2 separate regions of the Pan troglodytes genome follow, and region 1 is linked to region 2. A link is a contact called in public Hi-C data. All regions are on one chromosome and are shown on one strand. The core of a region is the stretch at or near the end of the contact, and the rest is flanking DNA. Distances in the headings are between cores, read along the strand shown. Region 1 has its middle 41 kb from the start of ZC3HC1. Region 2 overlaps UBE2H (ubiquitin conjugating enzyme E2 H).

Evidence for each region. A called contact is a pair of places that touch in the nucleus more often than the background predicts.
Region 1: a contact with region 2 is called in a Hi-C map of stem cell-derived neural progenitor cells, with 7 times the contacts expected there. The contact joins two enhancer-like sites. A contact is called at or near these places in 5 of 7 Hi-C or Micro-C datasets (blood, induced pluripotent stem cells, a lymphoblastoid cell line and 1 more) and 1 of 1 datasets of contacts at active chromatin or transcription factors (stem cell-derived excitatory neurons).

Annotation. Positions count from the first base shown.
Region 1 is chr6:145,369,687-145,376,607 of NHGRI_mPanTro3-v2.0_pri, reverse strand. No RefSeq gene overlaps it. Among named protein-coding and RNA genes, the nearest start is that of ZC3HC1, 41 kb to the left of the region's middle. Within about 2 kb of position 4,982, at least 3 of the 24 cell types and tissues checked have an H3K27ac peak or open chromatin away from gene starts, as enhancers often do. A contact at or near this core is called in stem cell-derived neural progenitor cells, where this site is marked.
Region 2 is chr6:145,188,580-145,195,562 of NHGRI_mPanTro3-v2.0_pri, reverse strand. UBE2H (ubiquitin conjugating enzyme E2 H) reads left to right here. Exons shown (of 5, transcript XM_003318791.7): 5 at 1-3,167. Among named protein-coding and RNA genes, the nearest start is that of MIR183, 59 kb to the right of the region's middle. Within about 2 kb of position 2,277, at least 10 of the 24 cell types and tissues checked have an H3K27ac peak or open chromatin away from gene starts, as enhancers often do. A contact at or near this core is called in stem cell-derived neural progenitor cells, where this site is marked.

The sequences.
Region 1 (6,921 bases), core at 3,733-6,232, 180 kb before region 2:
CAAGACTCTGTCTCAGAAAAAAAAAAAAAAAAGACATTTGTGCTTAGGAAGATAATTCCGGTGTCTCTGAATAGCCTGGCTTAGGGAAGACAAGAAGGATTTAAGGGAAGTGTGAGGGCAGTGGTCATGGCAGTTGCAATGGGGCATAATTTGATAGAAATCTCAGCAATGACTTCATGATTGGTTTTGGGCATGAGGAAGAGGGGAAGAATTAAAGATGACCTTGAGGTTGAGGCCTAACCAAGATAGAGAACCCCTCAGGTGTTAATGGATGATAATAGTTTTTTACTTTTACTCACTTTTTATTGAGTTCAGTTACATATGAAAATATCTGTCTAGAAATGGAGTTCAGGAGAGGAGGATTCAATGTGTTGAAGAAATCAAAGATCATTGTTTCAAATGCTTAAAATCAGCTAGGAGTGGTGGCACACACCTGTAGTTCCAGCTATTTGGGAGGATTGCTTGAGCCCAGGAGTCCAAGACTAGCCTAGGTGACACAGAGGACCCTGTCTTTTAAAAAAAAAAAAAAAAAAAAAAAAGCTTAGGATCTATAGAGCCATGTAGAGTAAAGCTCTCAACCTTGTTGTCTTCTCACAAGAGATCTTAATGCCATCCTCTTTAACAGCATGAGTTCAAGTCTACATGTCAGCGTTTCTGGAGAATACGCTACTGAGCTGGCGTGAGTATGCTTTCAAATATACTCATTCCAGCTTAGTAGCGTAATGGGGTGTTCTCAGATGGGACTGAGCACATGAGCTTCCTTTCCCAAAGCATCTGTTCTCTTCCACACCCTAGGACATCCTTTTAACCCCAGGCCCTTATTCATTCGTCTTGTGGTTTGCTCATGTAAACATTTTTAGTTTGGCCTTTCTAGGAACCCAGTCTTCCTGATTTGATTCTTTATTTGAATTTTTTTTTTTTTTTTTTTTTTTTTTGAGACAGAGTGTTGTTCTGTTGCCCAGGCTGGAGTGCAGTGGTGTGATCTTGGCTCACTACAACCTCTGCCTCCCGGGTTCAAGTGATTCTCCTGCCTCAGCCTCCCGAGTAGCAGGGATTACAGGCACGCACCACCATGCCCGGCTAATTTTTGTATTTTTAGTAGAGACAGGGTTTCGCCATGTTGGCCAGGCTGGTCTCAAACTCCCGACCTCAAGTGATCTGCCTGTCTCAGCCTCCCAAAGTGCTGGGATTACAGGCATGAGTCACTGCGCCCAGCCTGAATTTTTTTTTCCTTTTGTTAGATCCCTTTAAAGAAGATAATTGCCTGAAATTTCATTTTTGCTACTTGACTATCCACAAAGGTAGCATTAAAAGTCGTCATTCTAAGGAATTTTTCCACCTGTGTTAGCCACATTAGGTAGCTTATGAGGATCCTATGTGATTTCTGTGTTGTCTCCTGCTGGTAAATAGAACTTCAGCGCCTTCCTCCTGACCTCTCAGGCCAGCACCTTCTTTTGCAGTACTTGGTCTCAGTGATCAGGACAGGTGGTGGCATTTTGAAGAGCCCTTGCCATTCCAGATTATTCATACCCCATTATTACAGTCCCCCCCAACCTTCAGATTCTCCTTTCACTAATTTTCTCCACCAAATCCTCTAGGATTCTGTGTTTTAACAAAGGTTGCATTCCCCATCCAAGTAGATTTTGTTTTTACCGAGAAGACTGAAGCTCAAAGACATCTAATAACTAGCTGTCATATAGCTAGAATGAGGCAGAGCCACACTGAAATCCATCTTTCCCAGCTTCTGTTCTTTCCATTACGATACAGCTGGGAATATCTTCCAAGCACTGTGAGTCTATGGTTTTCTTTCCCAAGCTCAAAGTTGAGATCTCCCTCTCACAGTAGAAAGGAATATCTTGCAGCCACTCACGGGATACTAGTGCCCAGAAGAGAGTCTTTCTCCTGGCTCCTTTTTGATTTCAGCCAACTTTAATAGACTTAACAGGTGGAGCATTCTCTTTGGGGCTTTCCTCACTTATACTCTTCTTCTGGTTGTGGGTGCCTGAGAGCCACTTCTGAATCCCTTCCATCCTATTCCATCTTAGCAATAAAAACAGCTGCATGCACAGCTTGACCATCGACAAAGGTACAAACACTTCCTTCTCCTCAGTTTTCCTTTCTATGTTTAGTTTTATTTCTATTCTAGGTTTTCTTTGGCTTTATACAGCTGCCATCTTGGTCAGTTGGCCCATGCCCTCAGAAGTGAATGCTGCATTTAAACCCTTTAATTAGAGACCATTCATTCTATCTATATCCCATACTCTCTTTTATCTCGTTGCTCCTTGGCTACAGCTGTGGTGGTTATTGTTTTTCTTGCCACAGTGCCTCTCTAGTTGAACTGACTGTTGTATAGCTGAAGCCAATTAGGAAGAGAGGGAAACAGGAACATACAAAGGCCTCTGTGTAGGACAGGTAGGTCATGGAGATTTGGTCACTTATCCAGAGATTATCCAACAAGTCAGATCATTATAATCACATACTCTTCAGCTTTCTGTACTCACTTTCTATTAGCCACCTATTGATATCCCAGTAAGCAGATATGGAGGAAAATTGTTTCCTATAGTGTGTCAGTAACAGCCCTCAAAGGGATGGTAGTAGGAACAGAAAATGTGAAGCCTAGAAGGGACTCAAGATTCACCTCCAAGGCCTTCATAGTTCTCACAGGGAAGCCAGGATCACAGAGACAAGAAAATCCTTTTTAGCCTCTGTGTCCATTTCTTAGCCAGTCTTGTCCAACCTAACTAGAACCAATGGAGCAGAAGGAAAGGCACACAAGAATAACTTGATGGCACAATGGGTTTTGAGCCAATCAGAAGTGATACCAAGGCCAGGTGCAGTGCCTCACACCTACAGTCCCAGCACTTTGGGAGGCTGAGGTGTGTGGATCACTTGAGGTCAGGAGTTCAAGACCAGCCTGGCCAACGTGGTGAAACCTCATCTCTACTAAAAATACAAAAATTAGCCGAGCGTGGTGATGGGTGCCTGGAGTCCCAGCTATTTGGGAAGCTGAGGCAGGAGAATCACTTGAACCCGGGAGGCGGAGGTTCCAGTGAGCTGAGATTGCGCCACTGCACTCCAGCCTGGGTGACAGAAGGAGACTGCGTCTCAAAAAAAAAGTGATAGCAAAACCAAGACTGCAGCTGGAGTCTACCTCCTACTGAAATGTGGGGAATCAGTCTTGAGCAGGAGAGCCTCTGAAACTTGATTTTACTACTGCTGCAAATAGCTATCACTTGTAATTACAGATTGTTTGCCAAGCACTGGTCTAAGCATTTTATCTTATTTAAGCCTCATAGCAGTCCTATGAGGAAGGTATAATTACTGTTCCATTTTTACAAATGAGGAAACAAAAGCATAAGTTAATTACTTTGTTCAGGGTCACACAGCCCAGTAAGTGAGGGCCGGGATTCAAACTCAGCCCATCAGCCTCCAAGGCAGACCCCACTGCCTGCCTTTAACCAAGGACATAGTTATACATGCATGGCGATGTTTAATTCCATTGTTACTTGGGTTGTTTGTTTTTGTTTTTGTTTTGAGACAATCTTGCTCTGTTGCCCAGGCTGGAGTGCAATACTGCAGTCTCAGCTCACTGCAACCTCTGCCTCCTGGGTTCAAGTGATTCTGCCTCAGACTCCGTAGTAGCTGGAACTACAGGTGCCCACCACCATGCTGGACTGATTTTTTTTCCTTTTTTTATTTTTGAGACAGGGAGGGTCTCTGTCGCCCAGGCTGGAGTGCAGTGGTGGGATCTCGGCTCACTGCAACCTCCACCTCCCGGGCTCAAGCAATTCTCCTCCCTCAGCCTCCTGAGTAGCTGGGATTACAGGCATATGCCACTACCGCCCAGCTAATTTTTGTGTTTTCAGTAGAGATGGGGTTTCACCATGTTGGCCAGGCTGGTCTTGAACTCCTGACTTCAAGGATCCACCCGACTCAGCCTCCCAAAGTGCTGGGATTACAGGCGTGAGCCACCGCGCCCAGCCTGAGACCTTTCTTCTGTAGATCCAGAGAAACCAGATGTCAAGGGAAATGCAATTTATCAGCTATTAAGTGATAAGAAAATCTCCCCTCCTAAGGATCGTGCCATCTCCCAAGTCTCCAAGAGCTGGGGCAAGTCACTGTAGCCGACTTGAGAATCAAGTTCAGGTATGAGGCCAGGCGTGATGGCTTATGCCTGTAATCCCAGCACTTTGGGAGGCCAAGGCAGGCAGATTGTTTGAACCCAGGAGTTCAAGACCAGAGTAGACAACATCGGGAAACCCCGTCTCTACCAAAAAAAAAAAAAAAAAAAAAGCCAGGTGTGGTGGCGTGCACCTGTAGTCCCAGCTACTCAGGAGGCTGAGGTGCGAGGATCCCTTAAGCCTGGGAAGTCAAGGCTGCCGTGAGCTGTGATCACACCACTGCCCTCCAGCCTGGGAGATAGCGCAAGACCCTGTCTCAGAAAAAAAAAAAAAAAAAAAAAAGTTCAAGAATGTGACCTCGGTGCCAGGCAAGAATGCTAGCAGTACCCACTATGGCCACTAGATGTCCCCCGTGTTCCACATCTGGCTTACCTAGCTGGCCTTGCCAACACAAGACATCATCATTCTTACTTTGTCCTTATTTTGTTACAGGGTCTCTCCCCTAACCCCACTTAAGCTCTACCAAGTGCGGTGATGGAAACAGAAAGAAACTGAAAGCATTGAAACAGTCAGCAGAGAGACAGAAATGAGAATGGGTATTTATTGAGGAGACAGAGAAGGAAAAAAAAACCTCTAAATTTAAGGTCAGAGTTGGGGCCTTGCATCCAGGAATAGTGGCTCGAGTAGCAATGACAAGAACCCGATTGAATGGGAAGTCAACCGAAAGGGAAATCCAGGGGACTGTGAGCCATTGGCAGCCACCCTGGGACACATGCAGCCCTCCCCAGGTGTCATCCTTTGGCTGATCTCAGCACCCACACTCAGGGCTGGGCCACCCCAGGGCCGACCTGCAAAGTTAGGCAAGCCACTAATGAAGCATGATGACACACTCACAGGGGCATGAGTGGTGTCTCATCACAGCCAGGGCACAGCCGAGACCCACCAGATGACGCTTTTCTTGTGAGGATTCCCAAGTCTATGACTAATGCTAATTAACCCTGACTCACGGTAGCACTGAGCACACAGAGGTCATTATCTCCACTGGAAGGAGTGGGGAAACTGAGGTGTGGAGTGGGGAAGCAGCTTTGCTCCATCAGTGTCACCAGGTCAGGAGTTGATCCCTGCCCTTCTCAAAAGCCCGTGAGGCTGTCCTTGGTAATCAGCAGTAGACACTTCCGGTGGGGCTAAGGGATAGGGCCTTTCCCCACTGCTGTTTCCACGTGAGTCAGAGCCACAGAACTGGAAGCAGAGTTGTAGACTACTTGGTCTAATCCCTGAGGACTCTGAAGGCCAGAGTGGGGAGTGAAGGCCAAGATCACACAGCAGGTTGTGGCTGAGCCACGCCTAGAATCCTGAGGCTTCTTGCTGAGTCCCCTTCTTGCACTACAGTCATCATGACAGAGCAGAAGAGAGGCAGTACCCTGTGAGAGTTAGGAGCACCAGCTCACTAGCCAGAAGTGGTGGCACGTGCCTATAGTCCCATTATACTAGGGAGGCTGAAGTGGGAGGATCGCTTGAGCCCAGGAGTTCGAGACTGCAGTGAGCTATAATTGCACCACTGCACTCCAGTCTGGGTGGCAGAGCAAGACACCTTGTTTATAAAAAAGAAAAATAAAGGGGGACAAAAAAAACCCACCAGCTCTCGGTCAGGTAGCTTGGCAGGTGGATCTAGCAGGCTCTAGGTTCCATAGCCTGGGTTCAGATCCTGGATTCACTGGTCACCAGCTGTGTGTTTCTGAGCCTATGACTCAGCCTCAGCTTCCTCATCTGTAAAATAGGGATAATACTAGTAGCTGTGTCACAGGAATGTTTTGAGAATTCATTGGCATATGTGAAGTGCTTAGAGCAGTGCCTGGCACATGAGAAGTGCTCGGGAAATAGTAGCTGTTTGTTTAAGCTGGTTGTTTAAGCCCAGTCGCCTCTCTGGCCAAGTGTCTCCAGCTTGCCTGGTCTTTTGGGACTCCTGAAGGAAGGGAGCACCAAAACTATAGGTGTTGGGATCATGAGAAAGACACATACCAGTATCTCCTCCCCAGATTGTCTGTGGTCTCAGTAGGGCTCTTTCAGCCCAGCGGCCTCCATGCCACCATCAGACAGCACAGGTGCTGGTGGATCAGCGCCAAGCCCAGCTTTAGAAGCATCGGGAAGCACCTTGGCAACAAGACATAAACCAAGATAACCACATTCCTGCCAGTCTCCATGGACCCTGGCTCCGGGCCTGGCAAGGCCACCCTCAGGAAATGGTGGTACAATGACGACAGGAAAGCTTATGACAGGCATCACCCTGCTGGGCTGAGAATACTGGCTTGTTTGTCCAGCACAGCTTACCTGAGTCACCCATTGTGGAGTCTGCAGCCACCTGGGCCTGGAGCTAGGCCAGCAGGCTGCTTGGAGTCTGGAACACCTTCTGCGGGCTGAATCTGGCTAGGGCTGGCTCTTTCTGCCTGTCCCCTCCTCAGAAAGCAGGTCAAGGCAGTTTGGCTCCGTAGATCTGGCTCCAAACAGTGAAGAGCCTGGTGGGGCCTGACAACAGTTCAGAGACGCAGAGCCTCCTCTGTGGGGAACAGAATGTGAACTGAGGCCTTAGAGTGTTTGGAAAATAAGCTCCACGAATGAGAGATGGACCGGGCAGCAGCTTCCCCCTCTCCTCCATCCCATGCCACACCCGTAGCCACTCTCTGTGCCCCACTGGTCCTCAGGGGGCCCTGGGCTCTCTTGCCAAGTCTCAGCACTGCCCAGGCCCATGTAGCCAGTCAACAGTGACTGGGCTCAACTCCCACTAACTCAACCTGGGGGTTTT
Region 2 (6,983 bases), core at 1,028-3,527:
TGCAAAGCCCTGGGTACTTGCCTTCATGTTCTGGTTTGGTTTTCCCTTTTTCTGCTGCTCTTGGCAGCAGCCTGGTCATCATCTGCTTGTGGGAGTGGGAAATGGGTATTTTAGACCCAACACAGGTTCTAAATTTAAAACAAATAATAATTGGAACAAATAAAGGTTCTTGTACCGAGAGTGATTCTACATGGGAAAAACAAACCAGCTTTTTTCAGAGAGTGACCGAATAGGAAGAAGGGATTCAGAAATATGATGTAGTAGAACATGCCCTGCAGGAAGAAAATGTTTTCTCTCCTGTGTATGTTAAGAGGAAATCAGTTTAAAATGCCTGCTAATCAAATGTCGACTCAGCTAACCATATGTCCAGGTTGCTGCAGAGTTTCTTTCAAATCTGAGTGTTGCCTGCTGAACTCGGAGGGGAGTTTGGAGAAATTTTAGATAGCAGCTCTGTGTTCTTTTTTTGCCGCAGCCAATAAGATAATAGCAGAATTAGCCAATCCTAAAACCTTCTAAAGACGATTTTTGAGCATCCCACTGGGATTATTTAATTTTTCTTTTTGACGTGTGTTTTTAGTTTAGAAGTGCTGTATTCCACAAGGTTTAAGTCAGTGAGGTTGGAAGATACCCTATCTTTTTTATTCAAAAAGCACAATCAATCTTTCGTTTGAAAATCTATATAAAGTACAACTTGCTTTTAGCATGATTATTTTCCTAAATAAAAAGACAAAGAATTTACTTACTTTATGTTAATTACGGGCATGAAGCAAAAGGTTTTCTTTAAAAAAAAAAAAAAAAAGTGCAGTGATGTAGGGCTGTGGTTAGTTAACCGTACTGAGTTATCCATCTAGCATCTGTGGCTTGCTGGAAGGGTAGTATTAACTATTTAACATGTAATGGTGTACTTCACTCTTACCTAGCACGCTGTCTTCTCATTGCTTTGGGGGAGGGAGGGTCTCTCTGCTGGCACTGTCTAACTTGCTTACCTGCTGACTTTGCAGTTTGCTTGTGCTATGACATATATTGTAGGTGCTATTTAGGGTAGGCTTAAAGTGCTGGGTGGTGATTTGAGTTCAAACAATAAAAAATTGTATTTTTTCAATATTGTATAAACAATAGTGTTCTACTTACCTTAAAAAAAATAATGACCAGTTAAGAATTGCTTTTGATCTTGTCAAAAAACTGAATAGACCCCAGTTTCGGGAAGGTGTGTGAGCAGTGCCATGACTCTGCCCCTTACCTAATCCCACATCTCTCTAATGATAAGACATTGGCTCGCCTCTGACCAGAGCCCCAGCACCAGAGAGCGGAAGATGCAGAATTGTCAAATGACCTGCTGGGGGAGGTTGTAGGAGTTAAGCAGATTTGAGTGTGGCTGCAGAGAGAGAGTGTGTGTGTGTATGTGTGCACATGTGTGAGAGTGTGAGCGAGAGTGTGTGTGTGTGTGTCCATCTAAGTCTGTGTGATGAAGGTGGTATAAGGCTCCTCTGTTAGCACTGGAAGCTCCTGTAATTGCCGCATGGATCCCACTGTGCCCTCTTGTTCTGTGCAAGTCTGTCCTGTCTGGGCACTAACCTTGGTCCCATGCATGTTTATGTTCTGGGTGGGGCTTTGCCTCTCCACTGGGAAACTGACTTTTGCTGGGTTGAACAGAGTCCCTTATGCTTTTTGTCCTCTCCCTGCACCTGGGAGAGGTGGGAGTAGGAGCCCAAACACACAGGTACAGAAAGATCTGGAAGAAGGCCTGGCAGTGAATCCAAGGACTCTGGCCCCCAACAATAGATGGTAGCGTAAGTCTGGAGCAGCGGTGTTTCACCACCAAATGCCTTTCCAGGCTGCCCTTCCAACACTCAGGAAAGCATCCAGATCCCTGGGCAGAGGCTCTACATTCTTGGCTTTAGAGGTGGTGGCAGCGGCAGCAGGTCAGAGCCACTTCTGGCGGTTTCCCTCCCCTTTTTAGTGCCCATAGTTTTTGGATCCTCCCTTGAGTTTTACCAGCACAAGCCATTCTTTGCCCCTGTTCACATAACTGAGCTCAAGCTCTTGCCAAACACCAACAAGCAAGATGGTTGCAACCTGGCAAAATTGAATCCACCACCCTTGGGCTCCCTCTGGAAGCCCCAGCACTGGGGGGCTTTTGGGCACAGGGTCAGTGGTAGCCATCTTAGACACTGACATTTGGCTTTGTCGTCAATTTCATCACCCTCCTTGAGGTTACTGTGCAGTTTCAACCAGCATTTTATCCTAGTGAGGTCATTATCAGGAGTTGCCATATCATCTCTCCAGTACCTAACATTTCTCATCCACTTCAAAAGCTGTTCTGACTGCCAGCTGGCTGATCTAAGCTCCTGAGGAATGTCTCCTCTCAAAGGAATTTTTCCCTCCAAAGGCCCCCTGAAGTCCTAGTTGGCATTGGCCTGGCACATGCTTCATGTTAGGCCTCCCGTTGGGATGGCTGAGAATCATGAAAGACAGATCCTCCGCTAGCCTCTGTGGGTCAAGTTTCTGGACACCAAGTCTCTGGGAACTAGTGTTTGATTTTAAACGGCATGTGGCCCTTCCTTGTTTCAGTGACTTAGAAAAGTAAAAGCCATTTAAAAAAGCAAGATTTTTTATCGACTTCCCAACTGGGCTTCCAGCCTTGTTGAATGAAATCATATATCTCTGATTGAGCGCAACGAACTGCATTTCTTTGGACTTCTGAATCCATGTTTGTGCTTTCTCTGGCCCGTGAACACCTCGGCGATTCTGCTAGGGATGGGATGAGTGGGAGGAAGCCCTTTGAGAAGGGGGAGCCGGCCCTGTCATGCGCAGGTTTTCCACTCATCTGAGGAAGAGCCAGGGCTCTGAATTTAGCCTAACACTCATCTTGGCTGTGGGCTTGGGAAGAAATGGCCATTATTTACAGATTGTATTTGGTACATATTGTGTGATACTTGAAAAGATAAAAGGGACTGCCAGCCCCTAACTGAAATCTGAAGCTTTTTATCGCTTATTTTTTCTCGCCCTGTCTCCTCCCTTCCACGTTTCTTTCTCCTTGCATTGTGATGATCTAGTAGGCACGTCTGTCAACAGGACACATGCCTCCTCTGACTATAACCTCTTAATAGTTGTGTATAATGAAAACTGTAAACTTTTTTAAATAAACGTGTATATACCTTGGCAAATGGCTGGACCTTGATCAATAAGATAATAGCCCTCATGATTACTCTCAGCTGGTTTTCTAAAGTACCCTCTCTGTTCTGGCTCCTTTGAGCAGCAGACGCTGGCTTCTTTTGGCTGAGCAGCTCTTAGAATGCAGATGACTAAATTAATTTGGGAAGGGAGTGGCACCCTTAGGCAGTAAGAACCAAGAGGCTCTGCCCAGAGGCCTGTCCTTGAACCTGGAACTCAGATGCACAACTGCTGGCTATGAACGGGGCTGTGAGGCTCCTCCACTAGAGCCGTGGAAAGCCCGAAGGTCCCTATCTACCCCCATGCCTAAACCTAAGCCCTGTCAACTCACGCTGAGTGAGGATACTCCGTGGCCTGGAGTTCAAGGACAGTGCACCTTCCTGCTGGGGCTGATCTGCCTAAACAGGTGGTCTTCTGCCAAGTGCTAAGCCTCCTGGGAAATGAGGAACGGTGGGTTTTGCATGGTAAAATGCTAATTGCTGGATTAGACCATTTCGATTCCTTTCTAAAGCGTTTGCCTTTAGTTACCACCAGATGGCGATGCCGCTCAGTCTAATGGAGACGGTTTTGTTAGCAGGACCTTAAGACAAAGGAAATAGTGTTGCTTTGTTCGCGTGTTCTCATTCCAGCTCTTTTCCACTGTTTTCTCCTTATTCCCCTAAACTCCTTTTTCTCCTTCCCTACATCCTGATGCATTCGCGCCAGTTGACCCGGCTTCATACCTACCTGCCAGATTGAATGAGGTCGGGCTACTGAGGAATGGTGTGCCAGTGCCTGCTCCCTCCTCACTGGCAGGGAACCCCCCAGCTACCCTGGATGCCTCCAGAGCCCAGAAGCAAAACGTTCAATACATTCTTTGTGGGTGGCGCTCATGGACCCTTTAGCCGAAGGACTGAACCACAGAGCCATGAGTTCGAGTCCCAGCCCTTCCTTTAGCTGTGCAACTTCAGGCTCCTCACTGGGCTTTCATGGACCTTGGGTACTGAGCTGTAAACTGACATCCCTAGACTAGTAGGTTCTGACTCTGCCACCTTGTGACTCAACTCCACCCAGGCTGCGAAACAGTGCCCCGTCATAGGATAGAGTAACTGAGAGAGGATGCTGTATATTAACCACGAAACACCAGCGTTTCAACACAGGTTTAGAGTTTTTAGACTCAGAGCATTGGGGGTGTAGAGCACTTTCCAGCCTGAAGGGGACTTAAGAGGTACATGGGTCACGTGAGCAGTCATTCCATTGATCTCAATAAGGCAGCTGCTTTTAAACCCCTCCCAGGAGAAGTCTCAGTGCAGTCGCCGGCACTTGGGTCCCCCGACCTCCCCCCTCCACCAACCCCAGTAATCTCACCCAGCACCACTCACCCTCTCAGCCTCAGTCTAGCTGTTTCCCAAGTGGCAGGTGGCTTGTCACTACCTGCCTGAGTCATTGTTCCTTTCCTGGGAAGGGGACCGGGGTTTCTGAGGCACGTTGTCCTGGAAAAGAAAGCTAATGGGCTCTGAGCCCCACAGCTTTCTTGCTGGCTCTGAAGACTGCTCTGTCCCCCTGGGAATGAGTGGCTGTGACACTGGATCTGGGGGTGTCCCGCTTCCCACCCAGAACCAAGACAAAGGATTTTTCTGACTCCCACAATCCCTGGAGCTGCAGAGGCCTTGCAGCCCCCTGGCAGGCTGAGCAGCCCTATTTGTAAGTAGCATCTCAGGGACTCATCCCCCCTGAGTCCCGGACAGTGCAACTTGGGCCCAAGCCTGCTCTCTCGGGCCTCAGGGTGTACTGTGTGTGCACCCCCCAACGTCTTGGAACTGAATAGTTATCCTGACCAGGGATTTAATGTTAGAAGATAAAAGATAGGAGCATTTCCCTCTGGCTGTGTGTATGTGTGTGTGTGCATGTGTGTCTGCACGCGCGCGTGTGTGTACCTATGTAGTGAAGGGTGTTTATTTTCAAAAAAAGGGCACTTCTGTGGACCTGGGCTCCTCAGAGCTCTTTGGGGCTCAAGACTTGGCTCCCAGGACCTGGTGTCGAGGGGTCAGAGGTGGCAACAACGGACTTGGACTCCCTAAGAGAAAACTCCACCCTTCTGGCTGCCGGTACTTGGCAATGAACCTAGAAGGGGGTGCCGGATGCCAGGTGCGGCTGGCATTCAGGCCTCCCTCAGCTTCCTCTCCTGGGGTCCTGGCCACCAAGGCCAGCCAGCACGCGGCAAGAGGCTCCTTGAAGAAGCTGCGGCCTCCTTGTGGGCAGCCTTGCCTCCGCTTTCCTCAATTCTGTAAGCAGCGCATCAGGGCCTGCTGCACACCACTCGTGTGTTCACACGCATAGGACAAGGCTTTTAAAGATGCACTTCTTTTTTTTTTTTGAAACAGGATCCCACTCTGTTGCCCAGGCTGCAGTGCAGTGGCATAATCATGGCTCACTGCAGTCTCAGCTGATCCTCCCACCTCAGCCTCTTGAGTAGCTGGGACTACAGTCACGAGCCACCACGTCCGGCTAATGTTTGTATTTTTTATACAGATGGGTTTTGCCATGTTGCCCATGGCTGGTCTTGAACTTCTAGGCTCAAGCAATCTGCCCACCTTGGCCTCCCAAAGTACTGGGATTAAATTTTAAAACGAGTGTAAATTGTTCTGCAAAACAACTTTGTTTTGTAGGACTACGTGTCACTTTAAATGTTGAAAATGTAGCATCCAAATTGAGATGTGCTTTGTGAAATGCCCCCTGGATTTCAGAGTTAGCACAAAAATAAGAATGCTCTCATGAGCCACCGCACCCAGCTAAACAATGCATTTCTGCCAATTTGAAAATTATGTGCTGGTAACAAATCAGGATTCCAGAAACATGCCCTCCTCCAGAGAGGACCACCATGGGCAGGGCTGAAGAGGGCTTCCCCTCGCGAGTCTCACTCACTGCAGTGAGCCCTTCGGTGAGTAGAACAGGACATTAACTGCTTGTGCTGTGCCAAGTGGCTTAGTCACACAGTGGCATAACCATGCTAGAACCTGGGTCTTCAGGCCATCCATACGTGTTCTTTCCAAGAATCATGCTGTGCCAAGCTCAGTGCCTGTCCCCAATGCCCGCTGGGGCTGTGGGTACCTATGTCTGTGTGAACCTCATGCTGCCTGGGCCCTATGAGATGCTCCCTGGCTGACCTCCTGCCCAGGGCTCACTCTATGGGCGTGGTCTCTGAGGATCAGGACCTTTCCCCATACACATCCCCATTTCCACTGACAATGGTGTCCCCAACCTCCGGTACCTGCAGTACGGTCAGAAAATAAAACTAGATTTAACTCAAACCCACTTCCTAGTGCAGAAATATAGAAATAGAATGTGATCTACATTTATCATTAAAAACATTCTAGTAGCCACGTTTTTTAAAAAAGGTTAAATGTTTCATTTAACTCAATATATCAAAAATACTTCAGTGTGAGGCCGGGCGCCGTGGCTCAGTCCTGAATCCCAGCACTTTGGGAGGCCGAGGTGGGTGGATCACCTGAGGTCAGGAGATAGAGATCATCCTGGCCAACATGGTGAAACCCCGACTCTACTAAAAATACAAAAATTAGCCGGGCATGGTGGCAGGCACCTGTAATTTCAGCTACTTGGGGGGCTGAGGCAGGAGAACCAGTTGAACCTGGGAGGCAGAAATTGCAGTGAGCCGAGATGACGCCACTGCACTCCAGCCTGGGCAATAGAGTGAGACTCTGTTTCAAAAAACAAACAAAAATTTCAGCATGTAATTCACAGTAAAGGAATGAGATAGTTTGGATTCGTTATTTTTGTGCTAACTCTGAAATCCAGGGGGTATTTCACAA